Regions from separate parts of the Sus scrofa genome. Here region 2 is linked to region 1. Evidence: chromatin contacts called from public HiChIP or PLAC-seq data. All regions are on one chromosome and are shown on one strand. The core of a region is the stretch at or near the end of the contact, and the rest is flanking DNA. Distances in the headings are between cores, read along the strand shown.

Region 1 (3,730 bases), core at 694-3,193:
CATGTTTTCTAAATTCAAAGAAAACTGGGGGTAGAAATATTTACAATTTATAATTTCATCCATAAATGCTCATCATAATAGCTGTATCTTTTACAACACAGAAGAAAAGATCTTTCCCAGCTATAAAGATTCCCATTATTTTATTGGCAAAGTACCTGATAAATTCTCTGTAAGATACCTAAGACAATGGAAAAATGTAGGGTGAATGCTAAGATGTAGTGGTTGAGAGAATTTGCTGAATTCCGAGCCCTGAATTTGGTTCTTCCATCCTGAAAGCTGATCAAACCCAGAACTGCCAAAACTCACCTTGAACTCCTAAGACTAGACCAAATTGCCCCCAAAATACATAATGCCAGCCACAAACATAATTTAAAATTTTCTAAAAGTCATATTAAGTAAAAGAAACAGGTGAAATGAAATCTATTTTATTCAATCCAAGACCTCGAAATTATTTCAATATCATCAATGTAAACATTTTTGAGACCTTCAAAATCTAGTATCTAGTATTTTACACTTTGAGCACGTCTCAGTTTGGACTAGTCACATTTCAGGCGTTCAGTTGCGTCGCACAGCCAGCTAGCGGCTGCCACAGTGAATAGCACAGATCTAGACAGAGCTTATGTGCAGAGATGGGGCAGGCTCATTCCCAGGGAACTGAAACTCTCCAAAGATCCTCATACACAGGATTTACCTTAAGAACTAAATTAATTTTCAACAACGATCCTCTTTCACAGGATCATATTTAACACTGAGTTAAAACACCTTTTCCCAACATTCGGAAGCCCTTTTTCTCTACCAAGAGTTGTACCATGCCTAAAGGATGTCCAAGTGATGGCTACCACAACGGTCACCCTCTTTAGAAAGAAAATTACCACGAATTCCGGGGGAAAAAAATCATCGTTAAACGAAAGAAGGTGCGATACACCTTTCTCCGACATTTGTTGTTGAGCTGAACTTATTTAGGTTCACAGTCAACGTCTTCACCAGGCGCTAAACAGTCTGTCAAGACCAGATTCCCTCTCACACAGCACAGGTGCAAGGCCACTTTTCCCCCTAAAGTATCTTAAAACTCTCTGGGGCACTTGGTGTATTTGGCGGGGGGCGGGGGGGGGGTGTTCGTTCCTACGGCGGGGACCCTGTTTTCCAGCTTTCGGAGTGTCGTGACGGAGGCAAATCTAGACCCGATCGATTCCTTCCCGGGACGCGAAGTGCCCGGAAAAGCGTGACCCCTTCAGCCCTCACACGCCCCCGCCCCCCGAGCGCCCAGCCCACCGCCAGCCCCTACCTGGCGCGGTGCTGCCCCCCATTCTCCCCGCTGGGGCTCTGCGCGCCCCGCCCCGTCGTCGCCACTGCCGCTCGGGGGCCGGACGCTCTGGGGCTCCTCCCCCGGCCCGCGGGGCCGTACAAGCGGCTGCAGGAGCGGCGGCTCGCCGGTCTCCAGGCCGCGGCCCTCACGCCCCGGGGCGCCGGTGTCCCCGCCGTCGCGGCGCTTACTGGGCGAAACCGAAGGTTCCGTCATAGCCCCCGCGTCTATTTTACGCTTTCGTGGAAGCTCTGGGACGCGGAAGGGCTGCCTGGGATGCGAGGCCCCCGGCGGCGGGATCCAGAGCGGCGGCGGTGGAGGCGGCGGCGGCTCCTCAGGGAAATCGCACAGCAGGAGCCGCTTCCAAGGCACGTGGAACGTCAGCGGCTCGGCCGCACGCCGCTTGGCCATGGGTCCCGAAGGCTCGGGCGGAGCCCGCCCGGCGCGGGAGGCCGAGCACCGATAGCTGCGGGGGCGAGGGCGGGGCGCGAGAGGAAGGGCGAGGACAAAGTCTCCGCGAGACGGCTGCTGGAAGATGCAGTGGGCGGAGGGGGTGGGCGCGGCCGGTCCAGCCCGGCCCTCGTGCACCGCCCTTACTGCAGCCGAGGTGCTGCCGGACGTTGGTGAGCAACTGCGAAGCGGCGAAGATTCGAACCTGCGCACAAATGTGCGCGCGCGCAGTCGCGCCGGCGGGCGGAGCCGCTGGTTGGTGGAAGCTAGCGGGGCGAGCTCCCGAGCGCCCCCGCGGCCGGAAGTGCGCGCCCCGGGGCGAGACGGGAAGGCTGCGGCGGGTTTATTAAAGGCCCAATCTAATCGCCCTGGGAGGGTGTGACGTTTTCTCAGGGGCTGGGAGGTGCGTGTGCAAATCCCAAGCTTGAAGTGTTTATATTACTGTTACTTTCCTCTAGTTACTGGCCACCGGGAAGTCACCAGGAAGTTAAAGCAGAATTAATAAACACACTTAAAACACACAATAAATTAGTGTTAAGAAGCTCTGGCGCTACGTTAAGTGATTATTAGAGACATACTGTTTGTACACTCAAGGCTGAGGGAAGTGGCTAAAGCCAATGAGCAAAATCAAAACAAAAAACCAACGAGAGTGTGTTTTTCGGTGGGTGCTGTGGAATGTGAATAAGCACTACATTCCTCGATCTTTTGATTAAAAATTCATTGGTGATGTTACAAAGATGTGCAGCTCATCTAAGAGCTAAGCCTGGGGCACAGCTCTTTTCCAACTAAAACCCGAAATTGACTCTTAAATTATGTAGGAATCTCACAGAGTCCCTGCTTACTCTGCATGGTGGTCATAAGTGAGATTCCAAGAACTCTCTTAAAATTGTGTGTTATCAAGAAGAAAAGTGAGGAGAGGATAACAACAATGTATTTACTACGCCTTATATTTTAATAGTTGATAAAGACAGTAAACAAGTAAAGAAATGTAAGGAGGAAAATTATAAGTGCTTTGAAGAGAGAAACTGCTATGTTCTTCTAGAGAAAAAGTTTGCAAGAAAGATAACTGTGTTCCATCCGGTTGGAATTACCTGTATATTAATTACCCCACGCCCCTGCACCTCAAGGCTGTTCTGAGAGGATAAGCTAACCACTTGTTTATAAGTAAGTACCACTATATAGTAAGTAGGGTAGTAAACATTAGCTTTTCCGTTTGATCTTTCCTTTTCCTCTCATTCCTTTTTTTTTTTTTTTTTTTGTCTTTTTAGGGCCTCACCCGTGGCATATGGAAGTTCCCAAGCTAGGGGTCTAATCAGAGCTGTTGCTCCCTGTATACGCCAGAGCCACAGCAACACCAGATCTGAGCCACATCTGCGGCCTACACCACAGCTCATGGCAATGCCAGATCCTTAACCCAGGGATCTAACCTGCAACCTCAAGGTTCCTGCTCAGATTCATTTGTGATGCTCCATGATGGGAATTCCTGTTTTCCTTTCATTCCCCTGTCTCTCCTCTGGTAACCACCTGTTTGTTGTGGTTTCTATGACTGGTTCTCTTGTTATATATGCGCATTTGTTTTTTTAGGTTCCAAGGGTAAAAAATCATACAGTATCTTTCTCTGACTCATTTCACTTAGCATAATATCCTATAGGTCCATCTATATTGTTGCAAATGGCAAGATTTCATTATTTTTCATAGCTGAGTAATATTTCATATATGGATCATTTTCAAGCCTGGAAGCTTAGGGCTAGATGTGCATTTATCTTTTCAAAGTGTTTTCATTTTTTTTAGGTATACGTACCCAGGAGTGTAATTGCTGGATCATATGGTAGTTCTGTTTTTAACTTTTTGAGGAACCTCCTTACTGTTTTCCATGTCGGCCTCACTAAGTTACATTCCTTCTGACAATGTATGAGGGTTCCCTTTTCTCCACATCTTTCCCAACGCTTTGTTATTGTTTTTTTTGTTTGTTTGTTT
Region 2 (3,730 bases), core at 421-2,920, 97 kb after region 1:
TTCAAGACTTCCCATCCATTTATTTTATTACATATTTTGATAACCTTCTATGTGACAAGGAAGTCTTCTACTGTTTTTAATTTTAAAAAAATTTAAATTTAATTAAAAAAATTTTTTTGGTCGCCCCAGGCCAGGGATGAATCCAAGCTGGAGTTGCTACCTATGCCACAGCTACAGCAAGGCTGGATCCTTACCCAATGTGCTGGGCAGAAGATCAAACATTCCTGCTGCTGCAGAGACACTGTCCACCCCACTGGGCCACAGTGGGAACTCCTATTTTTTAAACTTTGCTCCCTTTCAGTAAACAGCAATCTCCCAAGGCTGGTGTTTCTGAATACACGACCCATGCCCTTTTCTCTTGGAATCATTCTTTCATTAACCCCAGGGGAAACTTTGAAGGTTCATTTTACATAGAGTCTCATGTAAAATATTTCCCATTTTTCTTCCTCCAAACAAACAACTAGTTTATGATATAGCCTGTGCTGTTTTGAGTTTAACACACACAGTGTTTCTCCTATGCCCCAGCCTCCCAGTGGAGATTCAATCTGGTAATCTGAGGTGGGCAAACTTGCTCTGCCAAGTACTGTTATGGTGAATGTTCTCGGCTTTGCAGGCAGCTGCTCAGTTCTGCTGTTAGGCAGCAAAAGTGGCGGGAGACAATACATAAGCAAATGAGCGTGGCTGTGTTCTAATAAAATTTATGGACACTGAAATCTGAATTTCATATAATTCTCACGTGCCAAAAAATCTGCTGCTTCTGATTTCTTTTAAGCCATTAAAAAAATGTGAAAACCATTCTCAGGTGGTACAATAACAGGCGGCAAGGGGGCCGCAATTAGCCGAATCCAATGCTACAGAAATAAAAATTTTCTCCTGCCCTAGGGATCATGACCTGACTCTGCCCCAGTGACTTCTCCCAACAACCTGAACGGTCTCTAGAAGGCAGACTCCCATTTTAAGGATTATTAGGGGGCGTGAGAGCACCACACCATCACGAGTACACGTCCTCCTGGGCAGGCCACGGATCAGTCCCTTTATGGTGGTAGGAGCCTCAACAAGGCTTTCAAGACACAACCAGGCTCGGGCTCCAGCGCTGGAACACTGTGGAAATACCTCCTGGCCCCAGAGAGTCGGCGCTGCGCGGCGGGGTCTATCAGGTACTCACCCAGCGCCAGTTCGAGTGCTCCCAAGCAGAGCGGCACAAGCAATTGCCAACCGCACGCCTCTCACTAACCCTCCGCAACCCCCGAAGCTCGTTAACCGAGACGCCCACAAGTCCTTCCCCCGCGCCCCTCCCGGGTCAGAGGTGGCCCAGGGTAGAGGTGACAAACCCCAGGTTTCCGTCCCACCCGGAGCGGACGCGGCGCCCGGCTCCAGCCGGCGTTGGGCGGGGCGGGACTCCGGAGAGCGTGGCCGCGTGCGCGCGCTCGCGCTCCTACACAGTCCAGCCCTTTCCCCTCCTTGCCGCGCGCCCCTGGCTGGCCCTGGCGCGAGCCTACGACGCCCCCGTTCGGCTCCGGCTGATTCTGCCGCCGCGCGCGCTGTCGTGCGCGCCTCCCGCGCTCCTGCCTCGGGGAAGCTGGCAGCAGGGGAGCCAATTAGCGCTCGGCGAAGCGGCGGCCACTTCCTCATCTGTCCGGCCGCGCGCTCCGGACGGGTCTGTCGGCCGCGGGGCGGGGCGGGGTACTGCGCGGAGCGGCTCTGCCAGCTTCTGCTTGTCTGGCTGCCAAGGGTGGACGCAGGTCCTTGAAGGCGCCCCGATGCAAGCCAGACAAAAAGAAACTTTGGGGCGCCCGGAGTGCCGAGTGGAGGGGCGTTCGTTTGGCTTTTCGTGCGTGGTCTACAGGATCAGCCGCTCCAGGAAGAGATGTCGAAGCCGCCACCCAAACCGGTCAAACCAGGTAAGGGAGGTGCTCGCGGGTCCCCTGGCCGCCGCGGTGCTCTGCGCTCCCTTTGCCACTTGGCAGGGCAAACCAGACACGTACCCGGCCCCAGCCTCGCTTTCGAAAAGGGACCCACCGGGATAGGAGTTGTTAGCGTTGCTGCTGCGTTCGCTGTAGCGGGGCGATCAGTTTGGATAGCAAGAAGATTTTCGAGGAATTTAAAAAATTTTATTTTTGAAGAGGAGTCACGCTTGGCTTTGCAACATTGTCATTAGCGGCAACTTTCCAGGCGATGCGAAGGCTACGTCCCATTGAAGCTTTCCTGGAAGACAGGGCCATTGATCTCCCTTAGGAAAAAAAATAAATGTCTTGAAATGGGTTTTTAGCCACTTCCTCTTTTTTTTTTTTTTTTTTTTCAGTGTGTGTCACTGTCAAGTTTGAGTTCTTGACCGGCCAAAGGGAACGGGAAGTGCGCTGCTTGTAGGGTGGGGTGCGTGAGCGGGTCTTCTTTGGGACTTTTGAGAGGAGCTGCGTTCGAAAATTGACCTCGAGATCTTGAGGAAAGCTTTTACAAAAGTGTACTTGAACTCCGGACTAGAAGAATCTAGGCTGTGGCAGGATAATCTCAGCAATTGCTATTCGGAAGTGTCATTTTATCAGGCAATACAAGTCCTTTGCCTCCACTCCCCTAATGAATTTGGCTAAATTGGAGAGGATGAGATTACTAAGTTCCTCAAAGCAGCGCTAAAGAGCGCTTGTAGTCCTTGTTCATTTTTATTTTATCCTTAGAATATTTCCTGGGATATGGAGAAAGGAGAATTTAAGAGGGAATTAATTATTTCAGTTCAGTACTGTAACAGACTCATTCATGCATTCATCCGGTAGGTAGGTACAGAAAACATAGGAAATGGAAGATAAATTCTCAGTTTTTTTCTTCCATTCTCATGTAACATCAGTATAACGCAGGCTGAAATTTAGCCATCTAGGTCAATTTCAAAGTAACCTTGTTTAGGAAGATAATATTTTCTTGATCTTCCTAAATTTTAGTCAAGCACTCCATCTTCCCTTGTTTGCCCTCACATGTGGTAGTTTCCAGTCATTTTATTTGAAAATTAGGTACATGTATGGCATGGTCGTTCATTGAGGACTTAAATGTTGGTGGGCTGGGTGTGAAGGAAATTTTGGGGACTTTGGTTCTGCTGTGAGCAAAGGTAGGGACATGGCTGGAATTGGGCTCTGTGCTTCTTTAGCTGTGGAATTTCATGGAGTTTGCGTATGAGAGGAGGTGCCTATATAGGAGCTGGCAGTGCCCTAAACTCATATGTAAATCAGGACATGCAGTATTCAACAAAGTAGAGTTATTCTTTAATAGCTAAACAAAATACTTTATTTTAAAGAAGGTCCTGAGGAGCCGTTCAGGAGGTTTTTCATCTCTAGACCTTAAGCTATGTCCCTGCTGCTCCTGAAGGGACATTGACGTGGTGTGTTTGTGTGTTTGCACTGGTGTGCTTTAGGGATCACATTGTGACCAGTTGTAAATACACTTTCAGGAACCATTTTTGTTATCTGACCCTACTGCTTTCTTCTCTTCAGCAAATCAGAAAGCAAATGATTGAAAATGACTGCTATTCAGGGTCCTCACTGGTTTATAAATGAGATCCAAACTCAAATAAGGTCACCCTAGAAACTGATCTGTTAGTTTACTAATTTACAGTGAGAAATCCTACTTTCAGTCTGACTTGACACTTTGTGTGGCCTGGCTCAATTGAAAACAGAACTGTCCTATTTTGGTACTGACCCACATTTACTGTATGCCAGGCACTGACCTAATCACTTTGCATGTGTTC

What was found. HiChIP or PLAC-seq counts read pairs in DNA pulled down with a chosen protein or histone mark.
Region 2: a contact with region 1 is called in an H3K27ac HiChIP or PLAC-seq map of alveolar macrophages. The contact joins the promoter of OSTF1 here to the promoter of C1H9orf40 in region 1. A contact is called at or near these places in 5 of 47 Hi-C or Micro-C datasets (embryonic fibroblasts, heart right ventricle, liver and 2 more) and 2 of 2 datasets of contacts at active chromatin or transcription factors (alveolar macrophages and skeletal muscle).

Annotation. Positions count from the first base shown.
Region 1 is chr1:228,043,282-228,047,011 of Sscrofa11.1, forward strand. It overlaps C1H9orf40, which reads right to left and starts at 1,944. Exons shown (of 2, transcript XM_003121960.4): 1 at 1,286-1,944. The coding sequence starts at 1,714.
Region 2 is chr1:228,140,489-228,144,218 of Sscrofa11.1, forward strand. It overlaps OSTF1 (osteoclast stimulating factor 1), which reads left to right and starts at 1,671. Exons shown (of 10, transcript NM_214005.1): 1 at 1,671-1,901. The coding sequence starts at 1,868. NMRK1 (nicotinamide riboside kinase 1) reads right to left here and starts at 1,402. Exons shown (of 9, transcript XM_003121961.4): 1 at 1,166-1,402.